Regions from separate parts of the Zea mays genome. Here region 1 is linked to region 2. A link is a contact called in public Hi-C data. All regions are on one chromosome and are shown on one strand. Each heading gives the region's core, a stretch centred on a gene start, on an enhancer-like site or on the middle of the called end of the contact. The rest is flanking DNA. Distances are from core to core; before and after follow the strand shown. Region 1 has its middle 14 kb from the start of LOC100384137. Region 2 holds the start of LOC100278084.

Region 1 (6,090 bases), core at 3,074-5,573, 41 kb before region 2:
AGTCTCGAAGGAGGATTGAAAGGGAAAAGGTGGACTTGGACCATGAAAGACTTCCACTGCACTCCGATGAGAGGGTAACTAATTCCAAGTTCATCTCATGAAATCTTATTGCCATTTGCTCTTAATTGAAGACTTTGGTGAGGCAATGGGGTTAAAAGGCCAAGATTGATCCCGTTTTGGTGCTTGATGCCAAAGGGGGAGAAAATAAAGGCCAAAGCGATAAATGGATCAGCTACCACTTGAGAGATTTTGAAAATAGTAGGATAGAGTTTTTGTTTTGTCAAAAGCTTTTATTGTCTCTTATTGTCTCTTTTGTCAAAAGTTGGCTTCTTGTGGGGAGAAGTATTGAGTATGGGAAATAGGGGGAGTTTTTGAAATCTTTGATCAATCTCTTTTGGAATGACTCTCTTTATACTTCAACATGTGTGTTTGACTTATAGATAGAGATTTGAGTTTGATTTGCAAAAACAAACCAAGTGGTGGCAAAGGATGATCCATATATGCCAAAATTGAATCAAAACCAATTTGAGTTTTTATTTGAAGTGATTTTGCACTTGTTCCACTTGCTTTATGTTGTGTTGGCATAAATCACCAAAAAGGGGGAGATTGAAAGGGAAATGTGCCCTTGGGCCATTTCTAAGTATTTTGGTGATTGAGTGCAAACACAAGGGCCTAAATGTGAATTTATGTACATGGATGCACAAGGTGAAAATCATGAAGTAAAGGTATGTTTCTAAGCCTTAGTACATTGGTTTTAAGTACTAATATATTTGTCTAAGTGTTAGAAACAGAAAGAAGAAGAATAGAGAAAAGGAGAAGGGACTTGGCTGTGTGCTGCCAAGACCCAGCTCGGTCTGGAGCACCGGACTGTCCGGTGTGCACCGGACAGTGTCCGGTGCGCCAGGCTGGCGCGACTCGAACTGGCCGCTCTCGGGAAATTGGCCGGCGGCGTACGGCTAAAATTCACCGGACTGTCCGGTGTGCACCGGACTGTCCGGTGAGCCAACGGTCGGCCAGGGCCAACGGTCGGCCGCGCAATCCGCGCGGGACACGTGGCCGAGCCAACGGTCGGAAGACGGCACCGGACTGTCCGGTGTGCACCGGACATGTCCGGTGCGCCAACAGCGCCAGATCTGCCAACGGTCTGCAACGGTCGTCTTCGCCGTTTAAGGAAACAAATCGGGCACCGGACAGTGTCCGGTGTGCACCGGACTGTCCGGTGCCCCCGACGACAGAAGGCAAGGATGGCCTTCCGGATTTGCTCTCAACGGCTCCTAGCTGCCTTGGGGCTATAAAAGGAGCCCCTAGGCGCAGGGAGGAGACACACAAGCAACCTTTGAGCATTCTTGATCATCCACACTAAGTCTCTGCGCATTCGTTTGTGTTTCTAAGTGATTCGAGCTCTGTTCTAAGTGAGAACTCTGAGATAGTCTTGTGAGCTCGATTCCTGGCCGTGTGTGTGCGCTTTTGCTGTGGATTTGTGTGTGTTGCTTCCCTCCCTTACTCTGTGTTTCATTTGTGATCATATACTTGTAAGGGCAAGAGACTCCAATTTGTGGAGATTCCTTGCAAACGGGATAGTGAAAGGAAAACAAAACACCGTGGTATTCAAGTGGGTCTTTGGACCGCTTGAGAGGGGTTGATTGCAACCCTCGTCCGTTGGGACGCCACAACGTGGAGTAGGCAAGCGTTGGTCTTGGCCGAACCACGGGATAAAACCACTGTGTCACTCTGTGCTTGATTCTCTTGTGGTACTGTGTTTTGTTGAGATTGTTGAGACTTCACCTTAGCCACTTGGCAATAATCGTGCTAACACTTAACAAGTTTTTGTGGCTTAAGTTTGAAGTTTTTACAGGATCACCTATTCACCCCCCCCTCTAGGTGCTCTCAGTTATATTATCCCTCCATCTTGCCCATTTTGAGGACTCTTGCACATTTATTTAGCTGAATAAATCATTCAAACTAAAAGATAGAGACTTTACTAGTGAGGTGATTGTGATTTGATAATCATGAGATTAGTACCTCATTAGTGCATTGAGAGAAGCAAGTGTACATCCAATGTTCCTTGGTTAGGTTAAGTGAGAGTTTGTGTTTGTTACTCTTGATGATTGACATCACCTAAAAATCCTATCGGAGATCAAGAGTTTGGTTATCTCTAAACAGAGATCATGGTGGCCTAACTCAAAGTGCAAATAGATCATGGTTACTCTTGGTTTATCCTTTTCCCGATCTTGTGTTGTTGGTGAAAAATCTTTGATTACTTTGGGATGATTTGGTTTGGAGATTGATTGGTGGTGAGTTGCACTCTTCGGACCACTGCATACACCTAGTTGTTGCAGATTTTGATTGCGATTTGAGAAAAACTCAATTTGAACTCGTTCTAGAAAACTCTAACAAAGCCCTAATTTCTGGCTATATTTTAAAATATGTGGGTGATTCACAAGTCCGATTGAGCTCAAAATTTGGGGAGATCTTGGAAACATATTTGCTTAAGTGTGTGTAAAATTTCATCTCAATCGGAGTTCGTTTGGTTCAGTTTTAAATTCAAGAACAAAATTTTCATAGTGCTGAAAACAACAATTGTTGACGATACTGTATTGGACCGTTTTGGACTTTTTGGTGTCTGATTTGTGATCCGTTTGTTTTGCTGGTTTTATGCGAGTATTAGAAACATTTTGTAATCATGAGATCACTCGTTCGCTGATGTGTTCATGGTTTGGACAACTGCTTCATCTCAATTGAAGTGAAGAGTTCATTTTCAGTGTTTAGAAGCAAAATCTGATTGGCTCTCATACAACCCTATGGTCACGTTACCGGTCCTACACATGCACATGTCACGAAATGTCCATCACTGTAATCAGCTGTGAACTACGGTTTTTTTCCCCAGTTTTACTTCGTCTCTTCAGGGTTCTAGCGACACATTGCTCGGTACAACGCCATGCTGCTATCTAGTTCTTATCAGCCGGCTCGAATCATTCCCTATTCATTGCTGTATTTCCGGCAAGAATCCCGTTGCCGGAAACGCGACAGCGCAGCGGCCAGAAACCCACGCCGGATAGGGATTGTGTGGACGTAACAAGCGTGCCAAGAAACTGGCTGTAGCCCGTAGAGGACGCTGGCTGCTGTGCTCTTCTTCCTCGTCGGTGTCGGTCACAGATCAGAACGGCCGATATCAGAGTAGCAGACGGCCACAGCATCTCTTATCTTTGCATTACGCGGGGCAGGCATGAGGCATGCCGAACCGGCGTGCGAACCTGGGAAGTGTGAGAAGCCCTTTCACGACCACACGACAGAAAATGAGTGACGCGCACGTATGCGGTATGATTTGTCCTCAAGGCGCTGAAGATGGGAAACGCACGCATTGCAGAGCGTGCATGTGCATCACTAGTCTGCGGAGCCATCCATCTCTTTCTTGCAACAATAATCTGGAACTCAAAGTTTAGACCAAGCTATTTGGGACTGTACAGACGCGATTTAAAAATAGGAGCTAAAAACACGATCGACACACAAAAAAAAGGCTTGACAATTGACATGGATGATCGTGCCTCAAATTTAGACACGACAAGCGGTACGACACGACAAACTTAGAAGCTAAAAACCAACAAACTTAGGAGCTAAAAACCAACGACTTATTACTGTGCTTTTGGACTGTGCCATATCTAAGTATTTAGACACGTCTGAGCCTAACCTAAAATTATTTTGTGCCGTGCGCTAACCCAAAACATGACAATTTCTGACTGGCCGACTCAACTTTGAGCTCTACCATCCACCCGAAACTACTCCGAAACTACTACACCTCAGTCACAAAATATAATTCGGATAATATACATTCGTTAAGTAACATATAAATATAGTTTATATGTATGTCTATATTTATTATCATTTATATGAATGTGGATAGAAAAAAGTGGACGTGAAAGAACTATATTTTCAACCCAAACGAACATGGTTGCTGTAAGCCTATATATATATATATATATATATATATATATATATATATATATATATATATATATATATATATATATATATATATATATATATATATATATATATATATATATATATATATATCCGAAAGCAAAATCCCGCGTCCGTGTCTCGCGTATTGGAACAGTGCTACGTGCGCGACATGTGGGTCGGCGAGGGAGAGTTCCAGCCAGAGCCAGGTACAGGTACTAGAAGAGACGTACGGGGCATGTATGGTTGGCTTCTTGCGTTGCGTGCTACCCAGCGGCCGGCCGGCCGGGTGCATGCATGCCTCGTTCCGAGCCACGATTCCCCGGCCAGCCGTCGACTAGACTAGTAAGCATGGATCGCGGAGGCGTCGTACTCGTACGCGGAAAGCGACCGCGGCGCCGCGCGGCGTACGCACATGAACAAGTGACCACGCCGATGCGTGCGTCGTCGGGCCTCTTCTCTCCAGGTAATAAACAATCCACAGCGCGGCACACCCGGGATTTTGCATGAGACCAGGTAGCAAAATACTCCAGTTTGGTTTGCACGGACTTCCTCACTCTTTCCTGGTGGGACGTGCGTGTCTCGAGCTTTTTTCACTTAACCTTTAGGTACCCCTTTTCGGTTTTACTTTAATCCATGTGGATTGAAAGAGATTGAGGGCCCGTTCGGTTCACACGGAATGGAAGTCCGGAATTGTTCCTATCCAGATTGCTTCTCTAATTTGTATAAGTTTTGATCAATAAAAACAATTTTTGGTACATTCCTGTAGAAACGAACGGGCCCTGAGGGGGTTTCAATCCCTAGTTAAGGGCTTGTTCGTTTTGCTCTCAATCTATGTGGTTTGGGTGGGATTGAGTAGGTTTCAATCCCGAACAAGTCAAAATCTTTCATATATTTTTTTCTAATCCCATCCAATCCACATGCGATAGAATTAACCGAACAAGCTCTAAGTCAATATCTCTCAATTCGTATCAATCCCCTCCAATCCATATAGATTAAAAATAACCGAACAAGCCCTAATAGAGTTGTGTATGTTCTTATGGTGTTGTTCTAGTTCTTGGTAGCCGTCAATACGATTGATGTGTTGTTAGCTTGAGTGGAGGCACCTTTGATTGTGGTTCGAGCGACTCGCACTGGCAACGGGACTACGGGAGTTAGACCTAATCCGTGCTCGAATTAACTAATTGTGGTTCGGTTTAAGGTCAATTTAGTTGCTCGACGGTCGTGGAACCAACCCGCCAAATTTAAAGTTGCTTCTAGCACAAACACGGGGAACGACGGCAAGGGGGGACAAACATGGCAAATGAGCACCAACGACAATTTAAGGTAGTGTTTGGTTCGGTGTCAACGAGGGATGGGACATGATCAACCCTGGGCTGACTCTATCCCTTGTTTTTTGAGGAATGACATCATCCACCATTTTTAAAGAATATTTCTTGACCTTGACTCTGGACCTCTAAACCAAACGCGGGTCAAGTTAGAATGATATCATCCCATCCCTCTTCATCCTTCGCCGTCCCTCCATCTAAACACTACCTAAGAGCGCCTAGTTGAATTTCGTCGACTAAAGATCAATTAACAGATGTCTTCACAAAATCTTTGATACAACATAGTTTTGCATGTTGAGAAATAAGCTTAACATTCTTGATATAAATGACCTTACTTGAACATGAATTTGTGTTGTCCTATTCATTGCATTGCATTGTAAAATACACATGTTCAATTAATTTTCTTTATACACCGGGTTTGTCTAACCAAGCTACGACAATCACACATAAGCGTGTGAACAAACTTAGTTCAGGCTCAAATTTGAGAAGCAATGGATATAATTTCAGGTATTGCATTGTATATGTGTGGATATTGTTTTATCGTTTCTTTTCTGTTGGAATTTGAGCATCGACTCGCGGTCGTTCATCGATAGTAGTAGCATTTGATGCTCAAAAGTTTTGAAACCTTTATTGAATGACTATATGATGACTTCACACTCGGTCCATAGCCTAATCTATACCACTATATAATCCACCAGTTTTAACTTTTCTAAACCCACCCAAACAATTCATACCACACTCATAACTTTTACTAAGTCTACCAAACAAATTGCACTCAAACTTAACAAAACATAAAAACCAA
Region 2 (6,005 bases), core at 1,397-3,896:
GCGGGAACAGTATTGGGGCGCTCCTACGTGGGTCTCAAATATACTGCTTGTGATATTGGTCCCTAATTTTTTTTATGAATGTCATTAAAATAGGGTTCCTGTTGGACCTCTTTTTTCTTGTTCGGGCCGTATATTTTAAATTGTCCACGAGTTTAGGGCCTCTATTAGAGTTGCTCTTATTCACTCAAATCCAATGGATAATATTATTTAGATGATCACTCATCCATCCCTCTCTCCCTTTCCCGCGACCCAGCACCCGAGCCTCCTCACTCACGTCGACGTCGACTCCTCTCCTCCCTCATCGAGATCGTAGCGTCAGCACCACTATATGCTAAGATTTGATTTATTAAACAAAATAGATTTGGTAGACAAAATCGATGATTTTTAATAAAAATATCGTTTATAAAGCTAATATAGTAAACTATTGAAGATGAAAGTAAATAAAGTTTCTGCTTATTTTATTAACTCGTTAGATTTATTAGTTTAGCCAGTTAATTAATTGAAAACAAATGGTGTTGCTTGTATTATACCGCGTCTTTAGCCCCGCCGTTGAAAGGTCAAGTTCCCCGCCTTGGTAAGTGGAACACAGGAACCCCAACGCAGCAACGGTAAAACCGGAACAATATGAAACTACTGCCGGCTAATTGGCTAAACGTGGACCGGGGCCAAGCAAGTACAGTAGCCCCAACGCAAACACACACCGAGAGCGGGCTACCCAGATCCGAAGGCGAGCCGCTGACGGTTCGCCGGCTCAAGCCGAGCAAAAGGCAAATCGCTGTCGGCTCCGGTCGCGGACGCGAATCGCGCAGGCGCCGGACTTGAACCGCAGCTGATAGCGGAACCCAGGAATCGAATTTAAATCAGGAAACTGGGGTGGGAAATGGAGAGAGAAAAAAAAGGCAACGCGCCCGTGACTGTTGGCCCCAGAATCCCGATCTCGACGCTCCCGCGCCTTTTGCGTAAAGACCCCCCCGCCACGATTCGTTATCCCGCGCCTCTCCCGGTTACTTAGATGTATTCGCAAAAGTGCCCCTAGCCGGGTCAATTCGTGTGGCCCACCCCGTTTTGCGCCGCGCACCCCGGGAGAAGCCGGGCCTCGCAGATGCTCGGGACGGTTGGGTCACATGCTTGGTGTGCCTGCTTTGCTTCGGAGCGTGGCCTTTGTCCCTAAATAAATAAAAAGGGTGGTTGGGCGCACCGTACATTCGGGTCGACCGGGTCGGGTTGGCTTGGCTCCCGGTCCCCGGAACTGCGGTCATTCATTGCGTACGGCGCGCGTCGAATCTCAAGGCACAGCCCTTCCCAAATGCAGAATTTACAGGAATGGAACCGATATGCACTTTTCCCCTTAGTAGTAGCTATATAATTCTTTAGTTTATAAATTTTGTTATTGAGTAGTGCTATATGCGTAGCAGTGCATGCGGCGACAAAAAAAAGAAAATGAAATTAATAATGAAATTCTGTGAGGTTCAGAACCAACATCTTTTCACCCAGTTATTATTGTCCGCACCGAGCAGGCACGCCCTCGAAATCTTTTTCCAGATGGGAGAGAATAAACCTTTTTTTTAAAAAATATAGCTGGGTCCAACTCGTCGGCCTGACTAAAAAGAGACCCGCCGCCCGGGATAAAGATCGCCACTGACCAGTACAGCCAGCCAGACACACAGGTGGCTTTTCAAAGGTTTTAAAAAAAAGCAGTGCCAGAAATATCGAAGGGGGGAGACTGACTGGACCGCTGCAGGCCGTCGCCGTTCAACCACCACACACGCCCCAATCCACCCATCCAGTCCAGGGCGTGGACAAATAAAAGCAGGCAGGCAGGCGCGCGCGGACGGAGACGCGGCCACGCCCACGCACTTCCAGATGGGATGGCAAGCCTCACGCAGGCAGGCAGCCAGACACGCACACATCCCCGTCCATGCCATTTTTTAAATTCATTTAGGCCTTGTTCGTTTCCATCGGATTGCACCCGGAATAATTCCAGCTAATCAAAGTTTATATAAATTAGAGAACCAATCCGGTCAGGAATCGTTCCGACCCACCAATCCGATAGAAACGAACAAGGCCTTACAAGGTTTCAAAATATCAGAAATCACTCATAGGTAACGGAAATATAACTGCAACTTGGGCCGGTCTGTATTCAATTGAATCTATACGCAGCCACACGTTCAGGTTTGAAGAATTATACTCAACAAGCACTGCCGTCACCTACCAGCAAAGGCACAAAAGCAGGCGAGAGAAAATAGGCAACCGAACAAAAATGCACTTCTGAGGTCTGACGCCAGCGGGGCGAGAGTGCTGGCTGGAAGCCTGGAACACGAGACTCGACTACTCGAGCGGTCGTCCATGGTATGGTGCCTGCTCTGGTTATTCGCATCAACGGGCCGCCACGGGAGCGTGTGGACAATACCTCTGGCACCCGACGAAACTCTCAAACTACACCGCCCGCCCGCCAGCTCCGGGAGGTACCTGAGCTGATAACTATAGACCTCGATGCACCACCGCACTGGCGACCAAACCAAAACCGCCCGAGCAAACTTTTTTCCGGAAACCCCCCTGCGAGAAACGTCGTCCGCAGAGCCGCCCACCGCGTGCAACGCTATATAAGGTGGCCCCGAACTCGGCGACGCTGCGCACAACACCTCGCTTTTTGTACTCTTCCGTCTTTGCCCTCGCGTTAACGCGCTCGTCTCGCCTGGCCTAGCTAGCTGCCTGCCTTGGCTTGCTTGCTACGTCGTGTACTATACACAGCGAGAGGAAGGAGGAGCAAGAAAAGAAAGAAAAGAGAGAGAGTCGCTTCCTTTCCTCCAACTTATTCCATGGAGACCTCTTCTCACAAGCGGGCGCGGGAGGCGGTCGACCTCGCCGCCGCCGCCGGAGAGGCCGTGTGGCCGGAGGCCGACGCCAAGAGGCTGCGGCCGCAGGACCTGCTCGACATGCTCGACGACGACACCGAAGCGGCGGCCGCCGGCGACCTGGCGTCCGTCATGCGGAGCCTGGAGGAGGAGATAGCCAGCTTCGACGAGGCCGCGGAGGCGGCGCCGTCGCAGCAGCCGGAGCTGGGGTTCCTGCTCGAGGCCTCGGACGACGAGCTGGGGCTGCCGCCGGCGGGATCCGCCGCCGCCGCCTCTTCGGAGGAGGCCGGCCTCGCCGGCCCGCCGGAGCCCGCCGCCGCGCTCTACGGCCAGATCTGGGGCTTCGACGACGAGATCGACGGAGGCTTCGGTGGCTACTCGCCCGAGGCTGCCGCCGCGGCCGCCGCCGCCGCCGCGTGGGACGACGACGTCTTCGGCGCCGGCCTGTTCGCGTTCGGCGACGACGCGTGCGCGCCGTCGGATCTCGCGGCGCTGCGCCACGAGTCCATGCCCGCCGTCTGATGACGCGTCCCCCGTGCGTGCGGCCGCACCCAGGGGATTAGCCCCTATCTTTTTTTCTCGTTTTTATTTTTACCTTTTGGCTAACCTGAATGTAAAGTTTCTTAGGAGGGTTAAAACAGAGCCGTGCAAAACTTGGGAAGATAAGATTTCAGATAGGCGGAAGGTTCTGGAAATGGCCTCCCTTTTTTTTGTTTGCCCTCGGAATCTACCTCTCGCTTAATAGAAAAAGAAAATAAGAGGAAGCGAGTACATACATAAAGCTATTAAAATAAAAATAATAAACAGTGAAGCAAAAGACAGATGCCGACAAGTTTTCAAAAAACAGATGGAGGTGGGCGATTATACTGAGAGGAAAAAAATAATGTTTTCATGAATTGTTATCTGGAAAAAATACTTGCAAGGATCCAGCACTCCAAATTGGAATTGGAAGAGTCCGCGAATTTTCGCAACCTTTTAGACGGGGAAGAATAATTCTGGCTGCTACGGTTGACCATGAGCAGGAAACTGTTTTACATTTGCCTGGGAACGAGATTAAGTTAAGGGCATGTACAGTGGTATTTAATGTGGGAGCTCTTAAGGTGTTTTAGGGGGTTATTTGCAAAAAAATCTTAGAGCCGTCTCTCCGTGAAGAGACGCCTCTGGCTCGTAAACCAAGTAACAACAGACGCCTCACTTCCCACTATACAAATTTGTCGTCTGTTCTATCGATCTGATGCTATATAAATACATTTAATTCTGTATTTATTAATAAACTACGTTTATAGACACTCCATTGTACAATATAGTCTCTTAGTTGTCTCCTGTGCTTGGAGAACCGTTTTGGTGTCTCTCCACTGTACATGCCCTAACAGGGAAAAGACCGTGAGCCACCGGCTCGCAGGACTAGCCGTTCGCCGTTGTTGTGAGGTAGTCGCTGCGCACACAGGAAACGTTGTCCGGGAACAGCTGTGGCGTGGAGCACTGCCGTGTGCCCGTGTCCCTACTCCTAAGTCTTAACTGAACCTGACGTTTCCTCATTTTCTTATCGTCAGTTTATTGGGAAGACTTTTACCAAGCTATAGTTCATTTCATGATGTCAGGGAAGTATTTTAAAGACTGAGTATGGTCTTGGCACCAAGATCATCTGCAAGAGGCTAGCTAAGGCTAGCTAAATGACTCGTCAAGCCAAATTTTGGTAAATCAACATCAAAATAAATCTCCAACAGACTAGCTATCTGACTTTCAAATTAGCTCTCTCACTAACCAAACTTGACTAGTCACCTAACTAGCCAAAATAGATAGATAGTATGTTGGAGTTAAATGCTATATAAAAAGTGTAGTCTTTATAAAAAGATAAATAGATATTCAAATATAGATTAAAAAATAAAGAGTATCTCTTGGAGGTGCTCTAATACCAGTTTTATGTTTCATCTATCATCTATGAAACAATTACTCCACACTCATTCTAGATAATAAAGTGTTTTACTGCATACCTATACATAATTTTATGTGTTGTTAAAAATATCTATTTATGCAGAAAAACCAGAACACTATATAATTAAGAATAAAGAATCAAATTTCCTATATTACAAACGCGGTTCGAAACGAGGCCAACCAGGACGTCCACGTCATCAGAAAAATGTGAACCGTTCGATTTCTAATCGACACTTCCTATGCACCGATGCAACAGTAGTATTGGCGGATTAAAAAAGGAAATAAAAAGCAACCGTCTACTCTATCCAGAAGAGTGTCGAGAGAATTCTGCTGCCCTTCGGGATACTTCTCCTTCCACCTCATCTCACTTTCTCTCCCAGATATGTTTCATCTTCCTTCGCTTTCCTCCTCTCTACATTGCTCTGGATGTATGCGTAGCGCCTGCTACATCACCGAAAAGGCATCGCAGACCTTCGATCGTATCAGACGGTGGAGAGTAACACCAGCTCAAAACCCTAGCCTCCAACTCATATACCTGCTGCTCGCCCCGACGCGCATCAACTTCCGCCGCCGCCCCTTCCTCTTCGTCGCTCGCCTCACGCCTACGCCACCACCTCTGCCATGGTGCATCTGCCGCCTCTCCTCTCCACGCACCTGCGGCCTAACCGTCTGTTGCTGACCGTTTTTGTTGTTCTCTTAGGCCCCGAAGAAGGATAAGGCCCCGCCGCCGTCGTCCAAGCCAGCCAAGTCCGGAGGCGGGAAGCAGCAAAAGAAGAAGTGGAGCAAGGGTAAGCAAAAGGAGAAGGTCAACAACGTTGTGCTCTTCGACCAGGCCACCTATGACAAGTTGCTCTCCGATGTGCCCAAGTACAAGCAGATCACCCCATCCGTCCTCTCCGAGCGTCTCAGGGTAATGTACACCGCCTTCTCAGCTTCACATGGAGGGAACTATATATCGATTTCTGACGATAGAGCCTCGATATGGTAGTTTTGGCCTGTATGTTTAGCATCTGGTGAATGAACTCGGCATGATTTCCCAAATGATATGATATTACCTCCGTTCTCAAATATTTGGCCTGTATGTATAGTAAATGGGTAGTGATATGTACTGTAGTCTCTTGTAGAATTAGAGCGTCAGTTTGTGCCTCTTATATTTTGCATGGATTGGTTTTTTTATGTTTTACATAGATTGGTTTATATTTGCATCATACAGGT

The links. Hi-C and Micro-C count contacts between places; a contact is called where the count stands out from the background.
Region 1: a contact with region 2 is called in a Hi-C map of leaf mesophyll, with 4 times the contacts expected there. The contact joins the enhancer-like site here to the promoter of LOC100278084 in region 2. A contact is called at or near these places in 7 of 25 Hi-C or Micro-C datasets (bundle sheath, ear, endosperm and 3 more).

What each region holds. Positions count from the first base shown.
Region 1 is chr3:22,667,919-22,674,008 of Zm-B73-REFERENCE-NAM-5.0, reverse strand. No RefSeq gene overlaps it. Among protein-coding and RNA genes, the nearest start is that of LOC100384137, 14 kb to the left of the region's middle. Within about 2 kb of position 4,323, at least 20 of the 20 cell types and tissues checked have an H3K27ac peak or open chromatin away from gene starts, as enhancers often do. A contact at or near this core is called in bundle sheath, ear, endosperm and 3 more, where this site is marked.
Region 2 is chr3:22,625,704-22,631,708 of Zm-B73-REFERENCE-NAM-5.0, reverse strand. It overlaps LOC100278084, which reads left to right and starts at 2,646. Exons shown (of 1, transcript NM_001151477.2): 1 at 2,646-3,518. The coding sequence starts at 2,820. The coding sequence ends at 3,377. It overlaps LOC103649848 (a long non-coding RNA gene), which reads left to right and starts at 5,109. Exons shown (of 5, transcript XR_563746.4): 1 at 5,109-5,414; 2 at 5,491-5,700.